Regions from separate parts of the Mus musculus genome. Here all the other regions are linked to region 1. A link is a contact called in public promoter capture Hi-C data. All regions are on one chromosome and are shown on one strand. The core of a region is the stretch at or near the end of the contact, and the rest is flanking DNA. Distances in the headings are between cores, read along the strand shown. Region 1 holds the start of Kptn (kaptin). Region 2 holds the start of Ppp5c (protein phosphatase 5, catalytic subunit). Region 3 holds the start of Pnmal1 (PNMA-like 1). Region 4 overlaps Prkd2 (protein kinase D2).

What was found. Promoter capture Hi-C pulls out the DNA fragments that hold promoters and counts their contacts. Capture Hi-C pulls out chosen DNA fragments and counts their contacts.
Region 2: a contact with region 1 is called in a promoter capture Hi-C map of adipose tissue, with 2.4 times the contacts expected there. The contact joins the promoter of Ppp5c here to the promoter of Kptn in region 1. A contact is called at or near these places in 2 of 39 promoter capture datasets (cranial neural crest and maxillary cranial neural crest) and 1 of 9 other capture datasets (adipose tissue).
Region 3: a promoter capture Hi-C map of frontonasal cranial neural crest shows a contact between it and region 1. The contact joins the promoter of Pnmal1 here to the promoter of Kptn in region 1. A contact is called at or near these places in 5 of 39 promoter capture datasets (cranial neural crest, frontonasal cranial neural crest, neural stem cells and 2 more) and 1 of 115 datasets of contacts at active chromatin or transcription factors (bone marrow-derived macrophages).
Region 4: a contact with region 1 is called in a promoter capture Hi-C map of liver, with 2.7 times the contacts expected there. The contact joins the enhancer-like site here to the promoter of Kptn in region 1. A contact is called at or near these places in 3 of 39 promoter capture datasets (hippocampal neurons and liver) and 2 of 9 other capture datasets (adipose tissue and pancreatic islet).

Annotation. Positions count from the first base shown.
Region 1 is chr7:16,118,557-16,121,181 of GRCm38.p6, forward strand. It overlaps Kptn (kaptin), which reads left to right and starts at 1,320. Exons shown (of 12, transcript NM_133727.2): 1 at 1,320-1,625; 2 at 1,934-2,016; 3 at 2,156-2,240; 4 at 2,314-2,368. The coding sequence starts at 1,403.
Region 2 is chr7:17,026,625-17,029,249 of GRCm38.p6, forward strand. It overlaps Ppp5c (protein phosphatase 5, catalytic subunit), which reads right to left and starts at 1,290. Exons shown (of 13, transcript NM_011155.2): 1 at 1,069-1,290. The coding sequence starts at 1,189.
Region 3 is chr7:16,958,380-16,961,004 of GRCm38.p6, forward strand. Pnmal1 (PNMA-like 1) reads left to right here and starts at 1,300. Exons shown (of 3, transcript NM_001007569.2): 1 at 1,300-1,512; 2 at 1,830-2,625. The coding sequence starts at 1,843.
Region 4 is chr7:16,850,478-16,853,102 of GRCm38.p6, forward strand. All of the region lies in intron 8 of Prkd2 (protein kinase D2), which reads left to right. Among named protein-coding and RNA genes, the nearest start is that of Prkd2, 8.9 kb to the left of the region's middle. Within about 2 kb of position 1,339, at least 8 of the 459 cell types and tissues checked have an H3K27ac peak or open chromatin away from gene starts, as enhancers often do. A contact at or near this core is called in adipose tissue and liver, where this site is marked.

The sequences.
Region 1 (2,625 bases), core at 70-2,569:
GCAGGGTTTTGGCATATCTACGGAGCCTGCTTTGTGTCTGAGGCTATGCATCCCAGGTGCTGGAGTTGATTGAAGTGGCAGATCCAGACCCCCTGAAAGGCCTCATAGCACCTGGCTGGTAAGCCCTCCATCACAGAAACCTCAGTCCAGATCCTGCTCTCCCTCAGCGTCGGGCTCAAACTTTGTAAAGCTCTTTGCATAGTTCTGGTGAGAAGTTTGTGAGGGACTCTCTAAAGGGTGTGATGGCACCAGGAGCAGTGTGAGTGGACAAGGTAGCCATGGGTCCTGCAGACTGTCACTATGAATGTTCACTAAAGCAGGTAGTCTCTTCTGCCATCAGGATGGACAGGTTAACTGATCTTTTCCCTGGTACAAGAATACACTTTACTGTTTTAAAGATAATATTGCTTAAAGAATTTACTTAACTCAGTTGGCCTATATAATAGATTCAAGAGTACCTTAGGGCCAGCAAGATGGCTCAGCAGATACTGGTGCTTGCTACCATGCCTAAGCAGTTCAATTGCTGAGACCCAGAAGGTGAAGGGAACTGACTCCCAGAGTTGTTCTCTGATCACATGCCATGGTACATGTGCCCATACAGAAACATACACATAAGTGTTTTAAAAATATTAAGAATACCTACTTTAGAAGGGCACGCCTGTGTTCTTGGCACGTGGCATACAGAGGTAAGAGGATTGTCACAAGTTTGTTGCCAGCCTGATTTGTAAATTATTGGTTCAGCCAAGGCTATGGAGTAAGATCCTGTCTCTAAAAGTAAAAAGTTTAGATATGTGCCTCCACTTCAGCTTGCTTATGAGTTTAAATAAATTGGCAGATCGAATGTGCTTATCCAAAAGGGTAGTAATTAGGTTTTATAATTGTTTTGTTGTTCAGATAGTTTTTGTTGGAGAATGAGTGTATTTATAGGAGTGCATGTGTGTGTAGAGAGAGACAGAAGTTGGGGGCTGGGAGTGTCTCCTGCAGACCGACGGGCCTGAAAACTACTTATTACTTAAGCTTAGCCTCTAACTTTGTAGAAGGGTTGAAACTGCTGCGACTGCCTCCACTTCCCAAGTGCTGTACTCACAGGAGTGTGTGCCCACCCACAGTTCAGGGTGATACTTATTCTCCTTTACACACTGCTTTCAGAGAGGCCCAGAGACGCCTCCATTCCCCCATCTCAAATCCTGGAAGGCCCTCTCCATAGCTCCGAAATGGGCAAGGACAGAACACTCAGTTGCAGAAGGGCAATTTTGTCTGGGCCGCCCAGTCAAGGAACCAAGCGCCATATTTGTAGAGGGCAGTAACCGCAGCTTCTTGACGTCATCAGTATGCGCTAGTGGAGGTTTCCTGACAGGTTGGGGAGCATCAGGCCATCTGGGACCGATCGCGGAGGGCCAGGATGGGGGAGGCGGCCGTGGCAGAGGGACCTTGTCCACTGCTGGAGGACAGCTTCACGCGCTTCTCGTCGCAAAGCAACGTGTACGGGCTTGCTGGAGGCGCGGACGGGCGAGGGGAGTTGCTGGCCGCCACTCTTAAAGGCAAGGTGCTCGGCTTCCGCTATCAAGACCTCCGACAGAAAATCCGGCCTGTGGCTAAAGAGCTGCAATTCAACTACATTCCCGGTGCGTGGCGCTGTGGTGCCTGGGGCGGGACTAGAGTCTGGTGTTGAGGATTCTAAGATTGTCACTGTGTTGCGAGGTCAGGGTCAAAACTGATAATCATTAGGGTTCGAGACAGTGGTCATCATGGCCTGAAAGTAGTTAGGGTTCAGGATTCCGCAAACATAAGTTATCAACAGCATAGTAGTCGGTGTTCAGAGGTCATGATGATAGCGGTCAGACGCCTGCATCTGCTGTGGTATGAAGTTAGTGTGGTTAGGCTGCAAGAGTGGAGACCTGCCTAATCAGTGAACTTTGAACTCCCCTCATAGTGGATGCTGAGATCGTCTCCATCGACACTTTCAACAAGTCACCCCCAAAACGGGGCCTGGTTGTGGGCATCACTTTTATAAAGGTACCACAGCACCCTCCACCTGTCCACGCCCTCCTCCTTAGTCACTGTGGATCCCACCAAGTCTCTCTCAAGTGCTCTGAATCTACTCCAAATGCCTGTCACCTCCCCTACCTCCCCTGAGAGAAGTTTCCACCCCCAGGACTCAGGAGACAAGGGCAGTCCGTTTCTTAACATTTACTGTGACTATGAGCCTGGCTCAGAGTACAACCTGGACTCTATTGCAGGTGAGTGGGGCTTAGGGGAGAGCGTAGCTGGGGCTGCCAGGGGCTGCTGGGCTTAACTTGTGTCCTTCTGCAGAGAGCTGCCTGAATTTGGAACTCCAGTTCACACCTTTCCAGCTGTGCCACGCAGAGTGAGTGACCCTGGGCACCCATGCTCTCCTACCCTTTCCTTGCACTCAGAGGCTTTTGCCCTATCTGGAAAACAAAAGGCTTTTCCTCTACTAAGGATTGGAAACAGGTAGTGTTAGGGGCCCAAAAGGTGATGGGAAGTATAGCCGGGAAGTGGGGTTTCACTGAGCTTTAGCAGACTGGAATCCACACACCTGCCATCACCAGTCTGGTTCTCGTGGTGCTTTTCAGAGTGAATGCAGCCAAGATGGTTACATTG
Region 2 (2,625 bases), core at 40-2,539, 910 kb after region 1:
ATTTTCTCCAGTCCAGACTGGTCCCATCTACCCACTCAATGTCCCTTTTCGGACAGCGAAGGAAACCCAAAACTCATCTTTGTGACGAATTCAGATTTTGCATGCTCTGTCCCCTTATCTTAATCTTCTCTTGTATCAGTCTTCCCCTCGTACCCCCAGTTTCCTCAAACTCCAGCCAAGCCAGTCTGTTTTCAATCACTCTCCACCCCAGGGTCTTCACACAAACTCAGTGGTCAGGACCCACGTGTAAAACTCCTTGTCAATTCGCCTCAAAAAGCCTCTTTCTCCAGGCACTCCCGACCTCACCATCGAAAGCAGACTCTAAGCTGTATTTCCTGTGTTGTCACCTTGACCCAAAGTGATCATCACAAGTTTGCAATGATTGGTTCTGCTTAAATCCGAGTCATGTGTTGCATTCATCGCTGCAGCCTCAGAGCCAAGCACAGGCCGTGTAGCACATGACACTTATTTAATACAAGTGTACTGAAAGAATGAATGAACGGAGACATGTCCTCCCACATGGCACTCTTAGCCCAAGATCACCCTATTCGTTCCTGCTCCACCTCTCCACCCTACTCGTTTCCTTGGATCACCCCAAATCGCCTTCCAATATAATTATCTACCTCCATCCCCATAATTCCCTTCTCTATTGGGCCTTCTCTTCTCGGTCATACTCATCTCAGGCCTCCCCACTCGGCAGCGCCATCACTGCCCTAAACACATGTCACTATTTGGTAGCGCCCTCTTCAGGTCTGACCACCATTTAGCACCTCTGTCCAGGTCTCACATTTGGTAGCACTCACATGTCGGCCCCCTGCTTTTCCCCTATCGTGTAGCAGCGCCTGCCTCAGTCTCCCCAGTGAGTGGCTTCTGCTTGGTATCCACTTCTCAGCAGCTCTCCCCAGTCTGTCGTCCAGCCTGAGCCTCCTCCTCGCGCCTGGCTACTCTGTAGTGCTTGCCCGGCGCCCAGGCTGCCGCTCCGCGTTGCCATGGTTCCCCGCCGGGCCTGGCACCCCCACAGCCTGGGCCGCTGTCCACCCTCCCTCACCCCGTCCGGGCCGGGCGCACCTTTGAAGTAGTCGTTGGCCTGTGTCTTGAGCTCCTCTGCCCGCTTCAGAGTGCCATCGGCCGGGGGTTCGTCCCGGGGGGTCTCAGCACACTCAGTCCGCTCGCCCTCCGCCATCGCCATGCCGCAAAGCGACCCCCACCCTGGCAACGGCCGCTCGCGGCACCAGGCCGAACCGTCGCGAAGGAGTGCCGAGTGACCGCCGCCGCTGCCGCACAAGTGTCGTAAAGCGCGGGCCCCAAAGGCACTCCTGACGCGCCTGCGCGGCGTCCCCCCCAACTTCCCCCCCCCCCCGCCCCCGCCCCCAGAGCGCCGGGAGGACAAGGTGACCAGAGGGTATCCAGACCGTACTTGTACTTGTAGAAGTAGCCAATCAGAAAGGAGAGAAGGGGCCTTGTGGATGGGGGCAGGCCGGGAGGGCGCCTACTCCCAAAGTTGCGAGGCTGCAAAAGTTTCTTGGAGATCCCGGCTTCCTTTAGGGTTGGTGATTGGGTTGCGTTGCCTCCGGCGGGTGGGGCTGCTTTCAAACCAGCACCCTGCCCAACCCGGAGTTTGCTCTGGAGCTGGGTGCTGCCAATTACTCGTGTGACCTTGAACAAGTTTATCTCTTGTCTCCTCAGTAACCCTTTTGGAAAATGGGTAGTTTCTCAAGCAAACAAAATAAAACTTGAACGTTGCAAATCAAGGCTCTTTTTGAATTATTAACAAGGCATCCCGATCTTCAAGTCTTGACAAGTCTCAATTGTACCATGTTTGTTCCGAGCCCAACAGCATCCTTATTAATTTATTTTATTTTTTTATTTTGAGATAGGATTTAATTATGCAACCCTGGCTAGCCTGGAACTTGCTATATAAACCAGGCTGGCCTTGAATTCAAAGACCCAGCTGCCTGTACCTCCCAAGTGTTGGGATTAAAGCTTTGCATCATCATGTCAAGTCCTAGAAAAAACCTTTTAAAGGGTCATGGATGTAGCTCAGTTGGTAGAGTACTTGTCTAGAGTGCTCCAGGCTTGAGTTCCAATTCCAGCACTATATAAATCAGGCTGAAAGGTGCACCTCAGTAATTTGAAGGCTTGATAGGTGGAGGCAACAGTATCAGAATTTCAGGTTCAAGGCCAGCCTGGGATACCTGAGACGCTGTTCCGAATACAAACAACCACACCAAAGGGATTTTTTTTTTTCTTCCGAGACAGGGTTTCTCTGTGTAGCCCTGGCTGTCCTGGAACTCACTCTGTAGACCAGGCTGGCCTTGAACTCAGAAATTCGCCTAACTCTGCCTCCCAAGTGCTGGGATTAAAGGCGTGTGCCACAACACCCCAGCCCCAAAGGGATCTTTTAAATGACACTGTTGCTGCTTGCATTTCCTGTGCCTGGATCAGAGCTTCAGCCTCCTCTGATGCTTGCGTTCATCCTCCCTCCTCCAGTTTACCTTCCATATGGCAGTCAGAGGCATCTTGCTGGAATACTGTAAAACTGGCACCCGCCGCAGCCTTCCATGGCTCCCCAGCTCCCTCGTGAGACAACCCAAACTCTTTCTGAGAAGCCACGGGTAGTCTAGC
Region 3 (2,625 bases), core at 50-2,549, 840 kb after region 1:
ATTCCACACCACAAAAAGTCCCCTGGAAAAGCTTCCCTTCTTCACTAGTGCTGTGTTCACGGACCCGTTTCCTGGGCAAGTCACCCAGGCAACATGACCCAACTTACTCTTCTCCCAAGGCTAGTGGCTTTGTTATTATAGAAAGGGTCATCTATTTTACTAAGTCACGAAGGAAAAGAGCCGCCATTCATTAAAACAAACAAACAAACAAACCCCTAAGGATTTGTTTCCATCTTTTTTTTTTTTTTTGAGATTGTTGTTGATAGGAGAATGAATCTGAAGGTGAAAGATGATTTGAATAATGCCACCCTGCTACTACCTCACATACCATGGAGTGACCACACACCCTCCCAGGAGTTGTGAAGTCAAGAAGGAGGTTCAGGGCTCCCAGAGGTCCCCATGGTTTAGCCACATCCATCCTGCAGCAGATGGCCTTGAAGAGCACACAGAACTGCAAGATCCCACTTATCTAGGGAGATGACTTCCTGCACTGCCCTTCCTCCTGGCTGCACTTGACCTTGCCCATAGATACATCCTCCAAGCCACGGGGTCCCTGTGAGGCATCTCTCCTCCCCATCGCTCCCAATCCACCTTTTCCATGTTAGAGAATACAGACAAAGGGACGTGAGGACCATGGAACTCTAGCTGTACAGACGATACACATTTGCTTTGTATAAGGAATTCCACAGTATAGTCTATCTGGGAAATAAATACTGGATTGAGAAATAAATTACTTTCTTTACTAGAGCTTTTAATTTTTTTAAAAATTTTCATCTATGTGTGTGTTTCTTTTATGTGAGTGTAGTGCCTGTCAAAGCCAGAAGGGGATATTGGATCCCCACCACCACAACAACACATTATAAAACAACAACAACAACAACAATTAATTATAAAAGTTTCCAGACATGGAGGCACAAGACTTTAATTCTAGCACTCAGGAAGTAGAGACAGGTAGGTTTCTGTGAGCTCCAAGCCAGGCAGGGCTACACAGGACCCTGCCTTGTGGGTGAGGGTGGGATATATATATATATATATATATATATATATATATATATATATGTTTATGTGTGTGTGTGTGTGTGTGTGTGTGTGTGTGTGTGTGTGTGTATTTAAAGAGAAAAAGTAGTCCGTGGTGGAGAAACGGCTCTGGAGGGATGCACAATGTGAACTTTTTGCCCAATGAACACCTAAGCAGTCACAGCAGTCGCATCTTTTGTCTGTCTTCCATGTTAAGTTTGATTGCAGAGCCCACACACAGCAGGCTAGGATGATGCTTAGCAACCAATGGACTGTTGCCATGGAGACCGCCGGGGATGCGGATCTGAGGACCTTGTGCAGGAAGCAAGTGCGCATGAGTGATCTTCAACGCCAGCTGGCCAGCTCGGTATAGATCAAGGCTGTGTGACCTGTGCTGACTGGAGCTGAAGCATAGGGACGGAGTCCTGGCCTCTTTGGGGCCAGAGCCTGCGCTTGGGAAAGCAGCTGTGCTCCAGGCTCCTAGCTTTGACCTGGGTGAGTTGTCAGAAGCGGGGGAGGCCAGAATATCCCTGTGAACCTGTGGAGCGCCAGGCTCCAGGAACCATATTCAGGACACGTGAGCACCAGGGGCCCAGGCTGGGAAGGAGGATCCTGGGAGCGGGGGTGGGGGGTAGCGGGGAGGAGAGGCGCTATGGACGAGGCGTTGTGTAAGGCCAAAGCTGTGGAGGAGTCAGGGGAGACCTATATTCCTGTCCATCTTCCAGGGGATTTGACCTCACTGCCTTGTTACTTTGCAGGATTCATATTTGGGGAGCCTTACTTTACCTCCACCCCCTTTCTTTCACGAACAGGTAGAGCAGAAAGATGTCGGAGCCCGTGGCCATGACCCTGCTGGAAGATTGGTGCAGGGGCATGGGAATGGACATCCACAGATCCCTGTTGGTCACTGGGATCCCTGAGTACTGTAGCCACGCAGAAATTGAGGAGACCTTGAATGGGGTCCTCTTGCCACTGGGCACATACCGTGTGCTCAACAAAATTTTTTTGAGGCAAGAGAACGTGAAGGCTGCTCTAGTTGAGGTTAGCGAGGGTGTGAATCTGAGCTCTATACCCCGGGAGTTCCCAGGGAGGGGCGGTGTCTGGAGAGTGGTCTGCAGGGATCCCACCCAGGACGACGACTTTTTAAAAAATCTGAACGAATTCTTGGATGGCGAAGGACGCACTTGGGAGGATATGGTGCGCCTCTTGAAGCTTAACCCTAACCCACCGCTACCGAATTCAAACCAGCCTCCACCGAACTGGGCAGAAGCCCTGGGGTTGCTCCTGGGTGCAGTAGTACAGGTCATATTCTACATGGATGCTGCAATCCGTAGTCGGGATGAAGAAGCAAGGGCTGAGGAGGCTGCTGAGGCTGAGTTGATGGAGGCTTGGGCTTCCACAGCGAGGAAGAGAGTAAAGAAGGAACCCGGGCTGGGCGTCGAAGTGGGCTCAGCTTTCAAGATGGAGGACCGAAACTATTGGAAGAACACAGAGGACCATGGTGACCCTCCAAAACCTCTAGTTCGCAGGCCTGGAGGTAAGATTCGCTCCAGGAGGAGGAAGCAGAAAAAAAATCTTAAGCAAGAGCCAATATGCTGGAGGAAATCC
Region 4 (2,625 bases), core at 89-2,588, 730 kb after region 1:
CTCTCTCTTGCTTCTCTTCTGTTTAAAACAAAAAAAAAAAAAAGGTGTATGTGAGCTGAGCAGGCCTTTAGTCCCAGCACTTGGGAGGCAGAAGCAGGCAGGTTTCTGAGTTCAAAGCCAGCCTGGTCTTAGAGTGAGTTCCAGGACAGCCAGGGCTACACAGAAAGACCATGGGCTTTGTGGGGCAGGGGTGATGTATGGATGCTTTTGTGTGTGTATTCAGCTGTGTACTGCATGTGTGCACTTTCCATGGAGACCATAAGAGGGTGCCAGGTACCTTGGAACTGGAGCCATAGACAGTTGTGAGCCTTCACGTGGGTGAAGGAAACCAAACCCAGGTTCTCGGGAAGAGCCGTCCGTGCTTTTAACAACTGAGCAGTCTCTCCAGTGCTGTTTTTGTTGTTGTTGCTTTCTTTCTTTCTGAAGCTTAGTTTCATATAACCTACACTGGCCTCAACCTGAGTGTGAACTTCTGATCCTCTTGGCTCTTCCTCCCAGTGACTTAGATTGCAAGGTTGAACCGCCATGCCCAGTTTATGTGGTGCTGGGGTCAAACTCCATTCGTACCAGGCAAGCACTGTACCACTGAGCTACATCCCTAGCCTCTCCCTGACCCTCTTTTGGGCTTTCTCTTTTCTTTTCTTTTCTTCTCTTCTCTTCTCTTCTCTTCTCTTCTCTTCTCTTCTCTTCTCTTCTCTTCTCTTCCTCTCTCCTCTCTCCTCTCTCCTCTCCTCCTCTCTCCTCCTCTCTCCTCTCTCCTCTCTCCTCTCTCCTCTCTCCTCTCTCCTCTCTCCTCTCTCCTCTCTCCTCTCTCCTCTCTCCTCTCTCCTCTCTCCTCTCTCCTCTCTCCTCTCTCCTCTCTCCTCTCCCCTCCCCTCCCCTCCCCTCCCCTCCCCTCCCCTCCCCTTCTTTTGTTTGTTTGTTTGTTTTGAGGCAGGGTTTCTCTGTGTAGCCCAGGCTGTCCTCAAACTCAGAAATCCGCCCGCCTCTGCCTCCCAAGTGCTAGGATTAAAGGCATGCGCCACCACTTTTTCAGGACCATGTTTCAAGTTGTCTGGGCTGTCCTTGAACTCATGCTTCTGCCTCTATCTCCCAAGTGCTTTGATTACTGGTGTGGCACCATAGCCCGTAAATTGCCAACTTAAAATTGAATTCTTCCTCAGTCATTAAAAAGGTCTTGTTTTGTTTCCTTTCTTCTTAAAGTTCAAGGGCAATTTACTGGTGTTTGAAAGAAAAACAACACAAACTGTGAATCTCAGCCGCTGCTGTGAGGGGTTGGGTAGAGAAGATACAGTGCCATGCCAATTTGAGCTAGGCTCCAAGAAAGGTGGCCGGTTTTGCAATAGAGGTGAAAGTGCAACTGTGTGGCCAAATGGGAGCTTGGCCTTCAGAGCTGTTAAGTCACTGCGTTCCACAGTCACTAGATTAGCTGCCATTTAGCACTGACCACAGGTCCTCCGTAAGCCAGGCTCTGTGCCTCAGTCCTTGGAGAGCTAGAGACTGAGGCACAAAGAGGTTAGGTACTTGCTAGGCAGCCTGACTTAATAATATAGTATTGGGGTTGGAACCCAGGGCCTTTTGTATGGTAGCCATGTGCTCTGCTTCCAGGCCAGAGCTAAGCCTAAGCCTATAGCTTCACACCCTGGCCCTTTCCAGAATCATCTTCCTGCTGGGGATGTGGCTCAGTTGGTACAGCGTTTGTCTAGCCGGCAGAAAGTCCTGGGCAACCTCTAGCACCATATAAACTGAGCGGTGCAGAGCCCACCTGAAGTCAAGTACTCAGAAGGCTGGGCAGGGAAATCAGTACTAGCCTAGGACACATGAGACTATCTCAGAAAGCAGAGCCAGGGGCTAGAGAGATGGCTGCTTTTGCAGAGAACCTGGGTCAGTTCCCAGTACCCACGTGGCCCAACCATCCACTTCAAGGGATCTGACATCCTCTTCTGACTCTTTTAGGTACCATGCTATACAAGCAAAACACTTAGACACGTAATATAAATAAATAGGTCTTTTTTGTTTTGTTTGTTTGTTTGTTTGTTTTTAAGACAGTCTTTTTCTATGTAGCCCAGGTTATCCTGGAACTTGCTCTGTAGTCCAGGCTGGCCTCGAACTCAGAGATTCACTTTCTGAGTATTGGGACTAAAAGCATGAACTCCTATGCCCAACTAAAATAAATAATTTTTTTAAAGATTTATTTATTTATTTAATGTATGTATGTACACCGTCCCTGTCTTCAGACACACCAGAAGAGGGCGTCAGATCTCATTATTACAGATGGTTGTGAGCCACCATGTTGTTGCTGGGAATTGAACTCAAGACCTCTGAAGAGAAGTCAGTGCTCTTAACCATTGAGCCATCTCTCCAGCTCATAAACAAATCTTTAAAAAAAAAAAAAAAGAAAAAAAAAAAGTGGAGCCAGGTTATCAAGATGGCTCCAAAGGTAAAGATGTTTCCCGAGAAAGCTGACCTGAGTTTGATCCCTATAGCCACATAAAGGTGGATGGAGAGAACTGACTTCGCAGAGTTGCCGTCCTCCACATTCCAGAGGTGGAACAGAACCCACAGAACCCACCACCCCCTACACACGCCCACACGCATGTGCGTGTGCTCCATATTCACACAAAC